Linked DNA regions of Mus musculus: regions 2, 3 and 4 are each linked to region 1. Evidence: chromatin contacts called from public promoter capture Hi-C data. All regions are on one chromosome and are shown on one strand. Each heading gives the region's core, a stretch centred on a gene start, on an enhancer-like site or on the middle of the called end of the contact. The rest is flanking DNA. Distances are from core to core; before and after follow the strand shown. Region 1 holds the start of Kif16bos (kinesin family member 16B, opposite strand). Region 2 holds the start of Plcb4 (phospholipase C, beta 4). Region 3 holds the start of Cst3 (cystatin C). Region 4 holds the start of Nxt1 (NTF2-related export protein 1).

Region 1 (4,219 bases), core at 788-3,287:
AACAACAAAAGCATACCTACCGTGTGAATAATGCTTATAGTACTTATGTATCACTTATTACATAAAGGTGTTTATGAGATGTCAGTTATGTCTTAAGACCCAATTTAAATATGTTTATCAAAGTTGTAAAAATGTCCTATTTGTGAAAGAGTAAGTCAATTTTACTCTCTAGAGTCTAGAAAAAGAATAAAGTATAGCTAATGGGTCCATAGTATTTTCCTTCTGATGAGGCTTTTCCCAGATGATTTAAATGCTTTGAAGTGAAATCAACATAGTGTTTTGGGTTTTCTCACTTTGTACTGAAGTTGTTAAGACTTAGGGACTGTAAATCACCAATACCTATTTGGAAATGATAAGGTCGCTTAAGAACCAGCAAGAAGGGGCTGGCGAGATGGCTCAGTGGGTAAGAGCACTGACTGCCCTTCTGAAGGTCCTGAATTCAAATCCCAGCAACCCCATGGTGGCTCACAACCACCCATAATGAGATCTGGTGCATTTGAAGATAGCTACAGTGTATTATTATAATAATAAATAAATCTTAAAAAAAAAGGACCAGCAAGAAATTCAACAATAAATGAAGTTCAGAATGTTACTGCAAAACAGTCACCTCCTGCCTACACACACACACACACACACACACACACACACGCCTTTACATATTCATGCCTGACTTACTTTTGAATGTGTGTGTGTAGTGTGCACCTGTGCTGGCAGAGGCTGGGAAAGAACATTCGATCACCTAGAGTTACAGATGGTTGTAAACTGCCCGATGTAGGAGCGGAGAACGGAGTCCCCATCCTCTGCAAAAGCATCAAGTGCTCTTAACTGGCAAGAGTCATCGCTCCAGCCCCAGAATAACTGTTTTACATCCATCATGTAAACGATATGAGATCCAAAACAAAAACCAATGTTTCTGAACAAGAACCACAGTATAGAAAATAAATATAATGAAGTTATGTGTCCTTTTGTTAAATAACAAGTTATAGTATCAGCTTCACAACTGGCCTAATTTCAAAGTCAAAATAAAAAAGGAAGAACAATCTGAGAGAGCTGCAACAGTCCCTAAATATCTGTGATTTCCAGTATCATCAAAATTTCAGATGTTACTACAGCTGCACATTTTATTTTAATTAGAGGAGACTATATAGAGGTAATCCCCCCCCCCCCATACACGTTCAGGAGCTTTAAGAGACTTTATTTGGTGATTCTTCTGAGTAACAGTTCTCCTGGCAGTTGTCCTTACCAAACTGATGCTGTGCTTAGCAGTTAGTCAATGGGGAGCCTCACGCGGGGAGCCTCACACTTGACTTCCGGAGGAAGCTTCTGTGCAGGTTAAGTCCTGGAAGACTTTAAAAAGTCTAAAATTTCTAAAGACAGAAACAAATGAAAGGGGTACCAGAGATTCATTGGAATTTGAGAAGATGAGCAAGCCCTTAAAAACCTTCCTGTTTATTCATTTTTCTTGGTGCAGAGAGTAAATTAATCAAGGGGTGGCTGTTCAGTCATTTCTCTGGCGAGAAACCTCGCTGCTTCTAGTTTAAAATCCGCAGGCTTGCTGTTCGTGTTCCGTGGGCCGCAGCACTTTGTCGGTTGTGTCAAATCGCAAGGTGGTGTTGGAATCAGAGGATTATGTACACGTGTAGGCTGCTGGAAATTATGGATAGAATGGCCTGCATAAGCCCAAACTGGACAAGCAAAACCTCCAGGAACAGGAACTCACATTAACAAGTGATTTGCAGTTGAGTGCAGAATTCGCACACCTGTTCTTGGTTGTCTTGGTTGCTCTCAGCGACTCTACAGCTGGTAGGGTGTTGAAGCCCTGCCCGCCCGAGAGCGCACCCTACACAGTTTGTCCCCAAGCAGCTCCCATATACGGCGGGCTCCGCCCCTGCCCGTGGCTGCCACAGCCGGGTGCAGCCTGGCTGGCGGCTGTGCCTGGACCCGCCCGCTGCTTCTGCTATTGCGCATGCGCCCCATTTTCAACCCTCCGAGTTTTCCCGCCCTTGATTGGCTGACTCTGCGCCCATTTCTAAACTTGTAAGCGCCTTAGTCCAGGCTTTGTAGGACTCCGAACAAAGGGGACGTTCTGATTCTACCCTACCTTGAAGGGTTCTAGGAAAGCTGAGATGAGGACTCCTGGTACTAGTGGACCACACATTGGCCGTCGTATTATTTCACTTAGTCTATTATTAAACCCTTGGAGTTCCAGTTTAGCAGGCGAGGCAGACTGGAAGACTCAAAGCTAGTATTGGAGTTCGAGCCAAAAACCCGGGAGACTTTTTCGGCTCCCCTCAGGGACTTAAGCAGCATCACATCTAAGCTTTCTAGAGACCATTTGAACCGAAGTCATCTGCCCGGGAGTGAAATAATAGCGGGGATATGCTGGTCTTGAGGACAGAATGTTCCATTGTGGTCGTTAGAGACCTCGAGGGTGAGGAGGAGCAAGTCAGTAGGCTTGCTTTATACTCCATCAGCAAGTGCAAAGGCAGGAGATCAGGGTCCAGGAGGAAGGCTGGTCTGTAAGTTTTGAGCGACCCTGACTGGGGCAGGAGGAAGATAGTTGATACTGGAGTTTTTGTGTCCAGCAGGTGACTTACAGGTGAAGGCATAGGGTTAACTGAATGAATTTACAGGGAGATAGCCCGGTAAGAAATCACTGATGCCAGGGGCTTTAGCTCATAAAAAAAAAGGGAAGAATAAGAAGAAGAAGGAGAAGGAGAAGGAGGAGAAGGAGGAGAAGGAGGAGGAGGAGGAGGAGGAGGAGGAGGAGGAGGAGGAGGAGGAGGAGGAGGAGAAGGAGAAGAAGAAGAAGAAGAAGAAGAAGAAGAAGAAGAAGAAGAAGAAGAAGAAGAAGAAGAAGAAGAAGAAGAAGAAGAAGAAGAAAGAAAGAAAGAAAGAAGAAAGCGGGTGTCCTCACTTTTGATCCAATGACTAAAGTTAAATTGCTAAACTGTCCCCAAAATGCAAAAACTCCCTTTAGATATGATTCCAACCAATATAACGACATTTCTATCTGCCTAAAAAAATCCTCGATCCTTTGTTTTCTTGGTACCCTAAATTTTGTGGTTCAGAACACATGCTTAGAACTCTTTGAAGAAACAGAGCAGTCCCTCAGAGTTCTCCACGACCTTTCGCTTCTCAACAAGACAGATGAGTTGACGAGCACGGGCCGTATAAAGTCAGGACCATGTTATTGGTTGCAATGCTCGTTTTCGGTAGTCCATTCCTCGGTTTCCTTGAGAATGCTCTAAATGCAGTGATCGTCCTGGGCCTGACTGGGTTTGACTTTCCGAGTTAGAGACAGCACAGCCGGTTGCCATTGACTTCGAGGTGGGGCTGCGCTGGGGCGTGGCCACCGAAGAGGCGGGGCCCAGACTTCCGGGCCCCGCCCCTTCGCGCCGTAGGCAGCTGCCAAACCCCGGTGCGTGGATCACGCGGGCCGGAGCCGCTCTGGGCATGCTCAGTGGCCTGGCAGGTGTGGCCGCCTAGCAACTCCAGGTCGGCCCTAGCCGAGGGGCGGGTGAGAGGGAAGTGGGCGGGGGCGCGGGCACGGGCACAGTCGCTGGAGTGGCCGGCGGCCGCGGGGCGCAGGCCTGTTGGAAGCCCCCGCGGGCCGGGCCGGGATGAGCTATGGCATCGGTCAAGGTGGCCGTGAGAGTCCGGCCCATGAATCGCAGGTGAGTGGGGCCTCCCGCCCCCCACCCTCGCCACACCCCAACCCCGGGCAGCCCCGCTCAGAGGCCGGTCTGGATTGAAAGGGACAAACCCCTGACCCACCTGGCCGTGCCAGTGGCCTTGGCGGTCCTGAAGGGCAAAGCTCTCCCGCGTTGAAGGGGACTCTGAGGGGAAGTGTCCGCGAGGCCGGGGAGATTTCCATGTACAGTCCCCATCCCAGAACGTGAGGCTCTCTTGCTCGCCCTTTAAAAAAAAAACACCAAGGAACCACGTTGGTGAAGTGAAATACTTGGGGGCGATCATGGAAGTGTGAGGGGTTCCCCGAGCTGTCAGACACACGCTCACTTGTGCCAACTCCAAAGTCTCTGTTAATCATGTTACCTTCTAATCTGGAGAGAATTTTCAGGTCCTTGAACGTGAACCCATCGTCTAAACAGAAAGTTAGCAGTTCATAAGTTAAGGTTTACATGGGGGATGAGGAAACTTCAACAAAGTTTTGACTCCTCGAAAGGAGAGTTACGTACGTGCACGTGTTTGACTCAAG
Region 2 (4,219 bases), core at 703-3,202, 7.2 Mb after region 1:
AAGAGAATATTTCAGCACAAAGCCCTCCTGCGTGGGTGTGCATTTGTAAAGTAAAAGTAGAATTATTCCAACAGATGTAAATGTGCTCTCTGTGATCAAATGGAGTCTTTTGAAATTCTGTTTTGACAGTTACTTGTAAAACAGCATTTCCACAGCGATTAATTCAGAGCTGGTAGTGATATCATCAAAGCTAAATCAAAACTAAGTTCTGATGGCTGAGTAATAAAAGCGGGGAGGGGGCAGGGGAGCAGAGCACACTTGGGAGGCCAACACTCAGCCCTCTGCAGCACACTGTTACATGTGAAGATGCACTCCTTCTGTCAAACCAGTTTCACCAACATAAAAACGCTCAGAAAGTGAAATTCCATTTTAAAAGTAATTTTTTCTTACACGAGGTTCTCCCCAAGACACCAGTCATGTATTAAATGTCTACAGTGTAAAAAAAAAAAATAGATGATATAATAGATCAATACACCAGTTGAAAACTATGCAAGACTGTTCTGTGGGGGAAAAATTCGAGATTACATAACACAGTCAGTCAGGGATTACACCACAAAATCCTAGTGAGAGGAATTTCTCATCCTCTGTATCACTCTGCAACTTAGGATATTAAAGTTTGAAGGGTTCAAAATATTCGGTTCTCAGTTCAAACACATCTTTAAAAACATCAGTCTTAAAAATACTAAAAGGATTAAGTTGAAATTTTACACACACACACACACACACACACACATCTTCCTACCCTAAAGAGTAGTTCTTCACTTTCTGAGATCCTGGGAGTCCACCCAGGTAAAAAGTCACTGGTTGCTCTTCCTGGTCATCTTTATTTTATGGTCTGATTTTTCCTTAAAAGAGAAATTCAATTTTTTTCAAAGCATTATACACCTGCCTGTGCATGGACTTTACTGCTAGCCATGTTTATTCAACACATTATCTCCACCAATGGATAATTTAAATTTATGGACCACTATGCATCCCACTTCTACTTCAAAAGATGGCGACTGTCCATGAATGTTTTGCCCCAAATTAAATCTCAAGCCCCTTGCTTTAGAGAAATAGGAAGAAGCACTATAGAAGTTTAGGGTTATTTTTTTAAAGTCATATCTCAAATGCATGCATATTTGTGGAATATAAGACATTTGCCTTTCTAGAAATGCTGGCTTTATAACTCTAGAGTTGTTCAATTGGAAAATTCTGTGTTTTCACACTTAGATTCAGTAGTTTACTGAGTCTAAACTCAAAAATTGTACAATATAGACAATTTCTAATTGACTAAGAAAAAACAACTTTAAACTTCTGAAAATAAAGCAATGTTCTTTTACATGCTTTTAGGAGGCCCAGATACTGTCCTGAAGGAGCGCTTAGCCTGTCAGTGTCAACTGGAAACGGTCTATCATTCGTAAGCTGTCCCCAGAAGACGCTGAAGATGCACACGCACACACATTTACATGCGTTGCACAGTGCCAACTATTTCCAACCAAAATAATCATATACACGTCGAGCCGAGCTATTTCTAGCGCAGAAGAGGGTGAACGTCCGGGTAGGCAGAGGAAACCCAGTAGCAGATGATTGCCGGAGAGGCGGGTGGCGGCGGGGTCCCCTGCCTCCCGCGCAGGACGCCTCGCACCCCGCACCTGCACCGGGTCCCCGGCAGGGCAACCGGGGGCGCGCGCGCGCGTCCGGGACGCACCCGCGGGAAGCCGAGTAGCCCGGCGGGCTGGGAGCGGCGGGAGCATCCCCGGGCGGGACCCAAAGCGCCTTCTCCTACCTGTCACTTCCAGGCGAGTCGCTGCCGGGGATGCGGCCACCGCCGCCTCCGGGAGCCCCGCTGTGTTCGCGCGCGCGCGTGTGAGTGTCTGTGTGTGTGTGTGTGTGTGTGTGTGTGTGTGTGCGCGCGTGTGAGAGCCTGTTTGCGGCGCGGCTCCTGAGCCGCTCGCGCGCCGCCACCCCCTCCCCGCCGCCGCGGCCGCCGAGCCCCTCCGGCGCCGCCCCGCCCTCCGCCGCCTCCGCCCCCCACCGGCCAGCGCCTCCCCGCTGCGCTCACCTCGGCCGCCCGCTGCCCAGGGCGCCGCCCGCCCGCCGCTCCCGCCGAGCCGGGCCCCGTGCGGCCCCGGGCCCGCCGCCCCTACTCCCGGCCGCGACGCTGCCTCTGGAGCCCAAGCCGTCGCCTCGCAGCCCCAACCTGCCGGGCTACGGAGCATGCCCAGTGCGGCGCCCGGCGGGGCTGGGGGTGGACCGGGGCCGCGCGGGCCGGCCGGGGTGGGGGTTGGCTGTCCCGGGGTCGCCGCCGCCGCCTTCCCGGTGCAGGGTCTGGGCGCGCGCCCGTGGGGACTGAGCTGAGCCAGCAGCGGGACACCACGCGCCGCTGGCCACGGACTCAGCGGGTGCCCGGCCCGGGAGGAGGGGGTGCGAGCCAGCCAGAACCGGGAGCGGGGAGCGGGAACTGCGCTTTCGTCTATGTTACATTGAACAAACACGGAGAGCTTGTACACTGCAGCAGGCACTGTGAGACAGGGATTTTATTCATTCAGCCCGAAAAACAATCTGCCGGAGGAAGTACTACAACGGGCTCACACTGAGCCAGAAAGTGATTTCCAAAGTCTTCCCCCAAGTGATCCTGAGACGTGCACCCCACTCCACCCCCCCCCCCCAGACTTCGGTTCCAGGGATGCTGGGGATCGCTGTGGCCAGCTCTCCTTGTCCTTTGAACCGACACCCGGGTGCCCGAAGTCCTGCTGAGGCGGCCTGGCCATGTGCATCCAGCGTCACCCTTTGTGGAGACCCTACACTGGAGCCGCTCCGGAACTCCCCGAGGGCTTCCTCCTACCGAGGCCACTCGGCTTCCTCCCTCTCCTGCCTGGCGGCGGCCACCAAAACCCGGAGACGTGGCACCTGCGCACTGGGGACTGGGGCCCATGCTGGCGGCTGAACTGGGCATGCTCAGCTGCCTGAACTGGGCTGGCGGGTCAAGAGGAAAGGGGTCGGTTTAGAGGTTAGCTTAAAAAAAAAATGGAGAAGAGGGCAGAAGTGTAGGCACAAAGGAACAGTCCAGGCACCGTGGATACAGCAGTTGAAAACCCCAAAGTGTCGCACCCTTCGTTCATTCTGGCCGTTTCAGCATGGATAGAAAGAAAATAACCACCAAAAGTTGATCAACTAGTGTGATGTGTGATGGTACATGCCTGTAATCCCAGTTAGTTTACAGAGCAGCCTAAACTATACAGTCGGTTCAAGACCAACCTGAACCCTGTCTCAAAACGAGAAAGAAAAAAATAATTTACCAATTTAAGGGAGATGGACTGAGAGCTACTGACCACTCTCTAGCCAAACACAAAGCTTCAGATTTAAGTTAGCCTTGAAAAAGGTTTTTCTGCAGTGTCTGCCTGCCTGTCTGTGACAAAACCTACAGAAACATTCACTAAGCCAGATCAGCTTTTCCACCAAGGTTAAAAAGAGAATAAAGATGCCAGAGAAAGCTGATACTGCACTGGTCAGGGTCTTCATGCCAGTGTGTTAAGACTGCTTTTGAGAGTGCCGCAAACCGGGCACATGAACTGCCTGAAAGGCTTTTTAAAATGCAGATTTTCATTAGACAAGACAGAAGTAAAATCATATGTTCTCCATCTCTAACAACTCATTCTGATATTGCTGCTTGTAAGCTGAGGGCTTGGGGTAGTATTTTAGGCCTGCTTTCCCTGCATGTGAGAAAGCTGTGGCTCAGAAAGGGTAAGGAATTTGCCCCAGGTTGAGCAGCCAATAAATAGTATAGCTAAACTCAAACCAGTCCTTCAGGCCTTCTCTTGTATGTCTTATGTGCCTCAAATATTATCCCCAGAAAGGGGAGCTAGAAGCTATCACTTATGTGACTGACAGTTCTTAGCAGTAGAACTTAGTACATAATATACTCAAATATAGTTAATTAGTTGGTCTTTGATGGCTAACAAAACCACCAACACACCATAGCCTGAAACAATTACTGAGTGCTCACCTTTCTCTGGATGCGCTCCTGGGACTGGTATCAGCCGAGCAGTTCTTCGCTGCAGCCACACACACAAGATGCTTCTGCATGGGTTTCATACAGCAAGCTGCTAACTCCAGCAGCAAGAAACGCCAGTCCCAACTTAAGATAGTACTTCATACACTGCGCTTTTTATAGTAGTTTATGAAAAACAGAATGGCCATTTCAAAGAGGTCCAACACATAAACAAACTTCTGTAAA
Region 3 (4,219 bases), core at 725-3,224, 6.0 Mb before region 1:
CAGGGAACTTTACAAGGTCAGCCACATGTGCTGAATTTGTGTGCACTCATTGAAATTATTTTATACACATAAAATAAGTCATATGTTAACAATACCTCACTCCTGGTAAGTCAGTGGAAACTATGTAACCTTCCAATCAGAGGGAAATCACAGACCCACAGTGAGGCTCCCTTAGGGGAGCAGCTCGAATAGACCTTGTGCTTGAATGTTCATCCTCAGCTGCCTGCCCTCTCACTAGCTTGTCCCATAGCCCTCAAGCCCCAGCCTTCCTCTAGCATCCACACAGCTGCCAGAGTTAGAGTCCTGGCCCTACCCCTTCCCTGCTTATGTAAACTTACCCCTTGCCAGTGTTCCTTGTTTCTAAACAGAAAAGCCCTGTTGGACCTCATCACCTAAGCAGGGGTCATTCCCTCTGACTGGTGCTATCTCCCTGGTCTAGGTGGAACTCCTCGACTGTTTGAATCCCAAAGGGATCTTTCAACTAATATCTACTGGCACCCATCTCTTGCTCCCCCTATCTCACTTTCTACAGAGCATTATAATCATCTGATCTTAATTATTGATCACCTCCCATACTACCACTAGCACAAACCTTAAACTTTAAAGCTTAAACCTTATGCAGTACTATAGCCACCAGCATCAGCAGTTAGCAGATGTGGAAAGGGGGGTCAGACTGAGTGAACATTGGTCCTAAATGTTACAAATATACACAGACTCTAAAGGATTACTATACACATTAAGGAATATAATCTGTTTCCTTAAGAGTTATTATTATATATTGAAATTACATTTGATAGGTTAAATAAAACGTATTAAAGACTTCAATATTTGGGTTTTGTTATCACTGATTTGTCTGTTTGTTTTTTAACAAGAGGGTCTCACTGTGTAGCCCTGTCTTCTCCTCCTCCTCCTCCTCCTCCTCCTCCTCCTCCTCCTCCTCCTCCTCCTCCTCCACCTCCTCCTCCACCTCCTCCCCCTCCCCCTCTCCCTCTCCCTCTCCCTCTCCCTCTCCCTCTCCCTCTCTCCCTCCCTCTCCCTCTCCCCCTCCCTCTCCCTCTCCCCCTCCCCCTCCTCCTCCTTCTTCTTTTTCTTCTAAGATTTCACTGTGTAGCCCTTGCTGGCCTGGAACCAGAGATGTAGACCAAGCTGGTCTTGAACACAGATCTACCTACTTCTGCCTTCCATGTACTGGAATTAAATACATGCGCCATCATACCCAGCCTCATACCGTAGTTTTTAACCTGTCTACTAGGAAGCATAAAAGACACATGGGTTCATCTTAGATGGATATACTGGGCAGCCTGTTACAATATCCATTCGGGGCTTGGCCTCCTGTGGTATCTCCAGGCCCTAGAGTGGCCTGGTCTAGGAAGAAGCCTAGGATGGTTTCTTTAAGGATAATGAGTAGTTACACAGAATGCTGCACACTTCCCCACTCCCCCAAGATCAATTTATTTTCCTTTGACAAGTATCTTAGGACAGGGCCTTCAGGAAAATGAAATAATAGCCCTGCTCCGAGCATTCCCACATAGTGACCCTGCTCTCCATCAAGTGATCGAGGCTGAACTTTGAAGATGCAGGAAATTAAAGACTCGTTGCCCTTTTCCTTTCTGGAGAAACAGGGTTCAGATGTCACTGGCATTTTAGGGTCCAGAGAGCAATGACCAACTTCTCTGGTGAAACCACACTTCATGAAACAGGGAACTTGGAGTAAAAGGGGAAGCTGTGGAAAAGGGCACAGAAGAGGAACTGGTAAGAACAGAAAGCTAAGAGTGAAGAAGGAAGGGAGAGGCGGGGCAGGGATGGGGGAGGGGAGGCTCAGCAGGGAATGGGAATCTGGCAGCTCTTTAAGAGGTATCTGACCTACAAGGCAAGAACAGACTAGCAGCTGACTGAAGCAGAGGGAGGGCGGGGCCGTTCGGAAGAGGAGGCGGGGCCCGCTAGGGGGCAGACGGAAAAGGGAGGGTGGCCGCCGGAAAAGGAGGAGCCAGGAGAGGCGGGCGGGTCCCTAACGCTCGCATTTGGGTAAAAGTCGCACGGAGTAGCAGCGTCTGTTCTGCACCAACTCAGAGTCTTGTTGGAGCTTTATCCCTTTGTCCTAGCCAACCATGGCCAGCCCGCTGCGCTCCTTGCTGTTCCTGCTGGCCGTCCTGGCCGTGGCCTGGGCGGCGACCCCAAAACAAGGCCCGCGAATGTTGGGAGCCCCGGAGGAGGCAGATGCCAATGAGGAAGGCGTGCGGCGAGCGTTGGACTTCGCTGTGAGCGAGTACAACAAGGGCAGCAACGATGCGTACCACAGCCGCGCCATACAGGTGGTGAGAGCTCGTAAGCAGGTACGTGTCCCTGCTGTCCCCTGCTCTCCCGACGTCTCCAGGCCGCTCCCACCCAGGCACCCCTAGCTAGGGCGCGGTTTGCATCTGCAGTTGTTAATCAACACCTTTGCTTCTTATGGGAGCGGTCCTCTCTCTTCCTTTCTTCTCTGGTCTACTCATTGTGTTAACATTCATCTTTTGTTTATTCTGGAACTCAGAAGAGCCCAGCGGGTGGGCCTCCTAGCTCTGTTTCCAAAAGGCCACCCAGAGAAGGTACTAAGGATGTAGGTCAAACGCTCCCTGGGCGGAGCTCACCTCCCTTAGCCGCCTGGGGTCAATGTCAACTGCTAATGATCTGGCTTCACTTAATCGCGCTACTTGAAACTCATTCTGACAGACGGCAGATTTCACCCCATCCTTCCAGTAAACACTTGGCCATGTTCCAATCTCCTTGCTCTACTCAGGAGCACGTGTACGTGGGTGTGTGTTTATAGTCACTTATTTTTGTGTATACTTTCAGAGTCAACACTTCCGGAAAACAAGGGCATTCTCTACATACCCAAGATTCCATTTGGAAAATTGGGAACCCACGAACACTCAGGTCCTTCACTCAAAGTCTCAGTTTGCTGGTCTCCACTATGGACTCTGCTAGCAAGGGCCATTTCTATCCAGTCTGGCAGCCTGTCTTTTTCTCTGAGCACTGCCTGTGCTGCCTTGCTGTTTTGGTAGCACTGTAGAATGGTCCAGACAGCTGTGGTGATCAGTCCTGTACCACACAGTCAGGCTCCCTTCAGCCATGACTCGGTTTGTGATGGGTGAACCTCAAAGCTAAACAACCCCTTGATGCTGCAGCCGTATTAGCTTGTACACAGTGTGGCCAGGGCACATTTCTCAGAAGGAGCCTCTATCCTTAAGGGACACATAACTGTGTAGATTGGTGTCTGAGTTTCTTGGCTGTCATGTTGGTGCAGGTCACCAGGCAGGTCCCCTTGTGTCTTCTCAGAAGGTGCTGTCTAGTTGTTCTAAGAAGCCTTGCTTCCCTCTTCTTGTGGCCCTGGAATATCCTCGGGATATCCCTCAGGGGTTTTGCTAATTACCCCCCAAGATAGCTCTAATCACCCTCCACCCACTGAGTAGATGGACAGACTACCTTAGACTTAGACTCTGACAGAGGAGCTAGCTGCAGGAGCTGCTAAAGCCCCAAAGTTGACCCAAAGGAAGCCCAGGTTTTAGACGACAAAGAGTTGTATGCCAGTGTGTAGAGCTCATTTCTACCTTCTCTTGAAAATACAAACGAGTTAAATCCTGCTCCATTTTTTTCTCCTGCTGCTGGGATCAACCTTGAGAAAACTCCACTTCCCAGCTGCCTTGGACCTTGAGGGCCAGTGCACCTCTTAATTGTGGCAACAGATGGAGCAAAGTATAAGGAGTTGTAGGTTCTTTGGTCTGCAGGTCTCCTTTAACTAGTAGGAAAATCAGGACATTCTCCCAAATCCAGAGCTGTTTTTGGTCCTGCGGGGCAATCAATACACAGAGCCCTGTACCCCTCCACCCCGACCTATGTCCCTCAGTTTGTGCTTCCCATTTCTGACAAGTTGATCTGGTGTGCCCCATTATGGGGAGAGGGATAAGTGCTATTCTTAAATTGCAAATGGAAGACCTACAGGGAAATGACATGCTTGAGAAAATTCTGGAGAGTCTCTCTGAAGGAGAAATCATTTAAGAGTGCTCTTCCCTCTGACTTGAAACATCCCCGTGTGTGAAGCATCCCATGTCCTCTTGTCCCTGAAAGGAAGGAGTCCTAGGTAAATAAATATGTTCTCTCTAGGCTGTGTATGGGGAATGGCTGGCTCTCCACCAGTGCTGTCGTGTCTGAGCCTGAGGAGCCACAGTCAGCAGAATTGAGT
Region 4 (4,219 bases), core at 479-2,978, 5.8 Mb before region 1:
CTAACTAGAATTTATGTCTTCAGCATTAATGGCCACCATTTAAGACCAGCAGGGCCATGACACCATAGCAGAAAGGCTCTAGCATTCAAACAGTCTCAGGGAGATTCCGGAAGATCACAGTTCCTTAAAACATTAAAGTTCCATCACATAAGCAGCATGGCTTTTCTTTTTACAACAGGAATGGCTGCTAATTTTTTCTATGGTTAACTATTTCCACTTAAAAGAACCTAGTACTGATCAATATTACTGAAAATAGGACACAAGTAATTTATATTATTTGCCAATTTCCAGAAACAGGGTCTCTACAGAGTAAGCTTAAAACTTTAAGCTGTGAACACATGCTTTTTCATTTCAAGAGCCTTTATTATTTTATTGAGACACGTTCTCTCTATGTATTTCTGCCACTTCTATGTAGACCACACTGGCTTTGAACTCATGACATCCGCCTCTGCCTTTTGTGCTGGGAATAAAGGTGTGCACGACCATGCCTGGGCCAACATTTTTTTTTTTTTGGTTTTTCGAGACAGGGTTTCTCTGTGTAGCCCTGGCTGTCCCGGAACTCACTTTGTAGACCAGGCTGGCCTCGAACTCAGAAATCCGCCTGCCTCTGCCTCCCAAGTGCTGGGATTCAAGGCGTGCGCCACCATGCCCGGTTTCATTTTTTTAAGCTTATCAGTTTATGAACGATGGATTCCACACAGAGCAAGGAGGAAGCTGGCCCTATAGATGAATTCGGAGCCAGCTTGATACTGCTCTTGCCACTCTCTCACCAAGGTCCTCCGACTCAACAATCAATCTGAAGTGCTGTTTGCTTAGTAGTTTAGGTACATTCCCTCAATCATCATTGCACAAGTCACTGTAACAACTTTACAAAAAGAGTTACAAACTTACTTGCTTCATTCTACGGAAGCAAGGGAGTCAGAGCTATGCTTACTAAGTTCCAGGATTTTTTTGAAAGCAGTTCTATATGAAAACAGCTCTAGGGATGCTGGCTTAACAATGTTCTCCAAGGTAACCATATTTCTCTGTCCAACCACCTCATCCCCACTTCTTTAGGCCACAATGCTTCGCCCTAACATTGGTCACGCCCCCAAAGATGATCACCCCTATTTCTGGTCCTCAGCTACCCACAGAACCCGGTCATCTTTCTCTCTTAAGGAGAGAGCAGTACGACCGAAACATAGTAGAGTGAGAGTCAGAAAGATGCTCCACTCCCATGGTTCATACTGTAGTTTCCTGGAGTTGGACCTCAGAAACGGCAGCCGTGCCCCGGGCCTCATTTCCAGCTGGGAGTCGCTTCTTACATCCCCCGGCCCCAAACTGCTGCTCTCCTCCGGGTATGGCAAACTCACCGCCACGGTTCTGCACATAAAAAAGCCTGATGCCAGGTTGCAGAGACACCACGTGGAGGAAAGGACAACATCCATGTCTTATTGAGCCTAAGAAAAGGGAAGAGGTCCCTGGTGCCGCGGCGTTGCCAGACGGCCAGGCAGGAGCGCTCACTTACCTGCTCGATCTCGGTCAGCGCCGCCAAGGCGACTCGGTCCCGGGTTCCGCCCCGGTCGCGGTCCCGGGCCAGAAGAGTTTCTCTCCTGTTCTCCTCTTCCTCCCAGAGGCTCCGCCTGAGAAGCCGACGTCCAGGAGGCGAGGAACGGTTAAGCGCCGGTAGTGGCTTCCCGCGCGCCGCAAGCTGCAATGTGCGCAGGCGCTAGCATCCCGGTTCCCGTCGACTCCCGCCTCCCCGCGACGGGCAGCTACGCGAGCCAGTAGAAAACTTGGCTCCGCCCAGGTGTGGCGGCAAAGACAGTGTAGGTTCCGGGTTAGGCACTATCCTAGAAGATCCGGTTGAGGGAGCTCTGATTGGATGTTGTGGAGAGGGTGGAGTCAACGCGCTTAGCTGTGGAAGGCTTGGTTAATAAGAGATATCTGTCTTTGCTAGATCTGGCTCCCTTCTTCTGTGTGTGTTGGGATGATATCTTGTGGAGACTCGTGAAGCTTCAACGTGGAGCTTCACTGGTTGATGCTAACTAGGGAGACAACAGCATGGCTTCAATAAGGCTCTGGACTGAACCCAGCACATAGACACCCGTAGTGTAGGAACCCGGTGGAAGGCTAAATCTGAGAGTCTGTGGAAGTCCTTGTGGTCAAATATGGTCAAATATCTTAGCTGAGCGCACCCTTCCTAAGGTGAAGCTACTTAGAGTTGACAAGCAGATGAACTTATAAGAGAACAAATTTTAGTCTAGTGAGAACTGAGGTCGAAGAGGCGGGCAAGGGGACAATGGTAGTTGACTTTCTATGCAGTGCAAATTGAGTTTCCTGCTGGCTCCAGCTGCGGCGCAGTACCACCTCATTTAAGACACTGAATTTGTTTTAATCTGGAGCTGTCTAGATACCTAGCATAGAAATGGAGCCATTTCGCGTGGGAAATTGGGAAACTGCTTCGTGTATCAAAACCCAAAGAGCTAACTTTGCTGAGACCTGATTCTTTGCTTCATCTGCCCGGCTAGGAGAGCTGTTTGTAAGTGGCTTTGTTCAATTAAGTACTTTAATCTGTATTTTGTTACCAACCTCTCGGCTCCTTTTGCTCATGTTACTAAGGGAACATTTGTTTTTAGATTTAAGAAACGAGAATGGCTGTTCAATATAGGTCACTTCCCACTGGAGTTAAGTGAGTGAAAAGTTTTCATTATTGAAAGAATTAAGTTGGAGTCTGAGTTTCAAGGATGAATAAGTGCCTTTGGAGCAGTAGTTACACAAAAATATGTAGTAAACCTGGGGATAAAGTAGTGGTAGGTCCCAGGACTTTTCCTGAGGGAGAACTTGACCTTTATTCTTTCAGTAGCCCTTGAATTTGGGAGATTAGAGATGCCTCTGATTCTAAAGGACTGGCCACTGACACAGTTGAGCGTATTCGTCAAGGTTCTCTAGAGGATAGAATCTCTCTCTCTCTCTCTCTCTCTCTCTCTCTCTCTCTCTCCCTCTCCCCTTCCTCTCCTCCACCCCTCCCCCCTCTCCCTCTTTCTCTCCCCTTCCCCTCCCCTCTCTCTCTCTTTCTCTCCCCTCCCCCTCCCCCTCCTCCACCATTCCACCACCCCCATATTAGTCAGGGTTCTCCTTGCCTCAATCTCCTGGCATTAAAGGTGTGTACTACCTTGTTTAGCCTAAACTTTTCATGGCCACTATGCCCCAAAATCTCCATGCCAAGATGCAGGTTAGAAACTTGTGTCTTCCAGCCTCAAGATCTGGATCACAGGTGTGTCCTCCAATTCTGGATTGTAGTTCATTCCAGATATAGCCAAACTGACAACCAGGAATAACCACTACAATCCATCCCTTGTCAACTTGACATAAATAATATCTCATGTCCAGACCGTCAGTGAGTGTTAGGACTGTCACCTTCAGTGTATGTGTGAGTGTCTGTGTAATGGTGGTTGAACACAAGGCCTGCTCAGCATGCTAAGCAAAATCTTTGCCCACTCTTCAATTTTGGACTTGGCAGTTTCTAGAGTCAGTGTTGAAAGCTGGGCATACACATAGTTACTTGCAGCTTCAGCACTGTGTCTTTTGGGTATCATCAGTGTGATTGTGATGTGAGTTTGCCTACCTGGTAACCAGCTGCCTCCTCTGTAAAGCACGAACACTAATAATATTCTTGGGAAGAGCTTCACATGGGTCTCTGTCCAAATTAGCATCCAGAAATAGAACTGAATTATGTTTTATACTTTATGTACACAGTAACTTCATTTGCCAACAGTCCTAAGGAAATGATTGGCTTTTACATTTGGAACAACCATATGACAGATCGGTGGGATTTGTTACCCAATCACATGAGCAGTTTTGGTAAATGATCCTGGCCTAAGCAGCTGTGGAGCGGTGTTCCCATTTGCTACATGGAGCCAGACCAGGAGGAAGAAGGACACCATCTGGTCCACACACAGAGTTGGGCCTGATTTATAGATCTTAAAATCTGTCAACACGCTTGCTCTCCTCCCCTACTGTCAGTGCTGTTCCCTGGGATAGAATTTTAACAGCACGTTTTCAAAGCAGCTCTGTGACTTGAGGTCAGTGTAGTGTCTGGGCAGCTGTGTGTCAATTACACTGCCACCTGAACTGCATCTGTTTCTTCTTGTCTCTTGACCTGGGCAGGCCCATCTTAGTTCTGGTGGGCCAGGGTGATCTGAGGCTGTGTTTCAGTGAGCTCATTTAGGGACTGAAC

Evidence for each region. Promoter capture Hi-C pulls out the DNA fragments that hold promoters and counts their contacts.
Region 2: a promoter capture Hi-C map of pre-B cells shows a contact between it and region 1, with 4 times the contacts expected there. The contact joins the promoter of Plcb4 here to the promoter of Kif16bos in region 1. A contact is called at or near these places in 1 of 39 promoter capture datasets (pre-B cells) and 2 of 484 Hi-C or Micro-C datasets (CD4 T cells and CD8 T cells).
Region 3: a contact with region 1 is called in a promoter capture Hi-C map of pre-B cells. The contact joins the promoter of Cst3 here to the promoter of Kif16bos in region 1. A contact is called at or near these places in 1 of 39 promoter capture datasets (pre-B cells) and 1 of 484 Hi-C or Micro-C datasets (CD4 T cells).
Region 4: a promoter capture Hi-C map of pre-B cells shows a contact between it and region 1. The contact joins the promoter of Nxt1 here to the promoter of Kif16bos in region 1. A contact is called at or near these places in 2 of 39 promoter capture datasets (cranial neural crest and pre-B cells) and 1 of 484 Hi-C or Micro-C datasets (CD4 T cells).

Annotation. Positions count from the first base shown.
Region 1 is chr2:142,900,783-142,905,001 of GRCm38.p6, reverse strand. Kif16bos (kinesin family member 16B, opposite strand) reads right to left here and starts at 2,037. Exons shown (of 2, transcript NR_131921.1): 1 at 1,761-2,037; 2 at 1,430-1,647. Kif16b (kinesin family member 16B) reads left to right here and starts at 3,538. Exons shown (of 26, transcript NM_001081133.2): 1 at 3,538-3,677. The coding sequence starts at 3,631.
Region 2 is chr2:135,657,280-135,661,498 of GRCm38.p6, reverse strand. Plcb4 (phospholipase C, beta 4) reads right to left here and starts at 1,952. Exons shown (of 39, transcript NM_001355153.1): 1 at 1,769-1,952.
Region 3 is chr2:148,873,267-148,877,485 of GRCm38.p6, reverse strand. Cst3 (cystatin C) reads left to right here and starts at 1,974. Exons shown (of 3, transcript NM_009976.4): 1 at 1,974-2,333. The coding sequence starts at 2,109.
Region 4 is chr2:148,670,124-148,674,342 of GRCm38.p6, reverse strand. It overlaps Nxt1 (NTF2-related export protein 1), which reads right to left and starts at 1,728. Exons shown (of 2, transcript NM_019761.6): 1 at 1,508-1,728.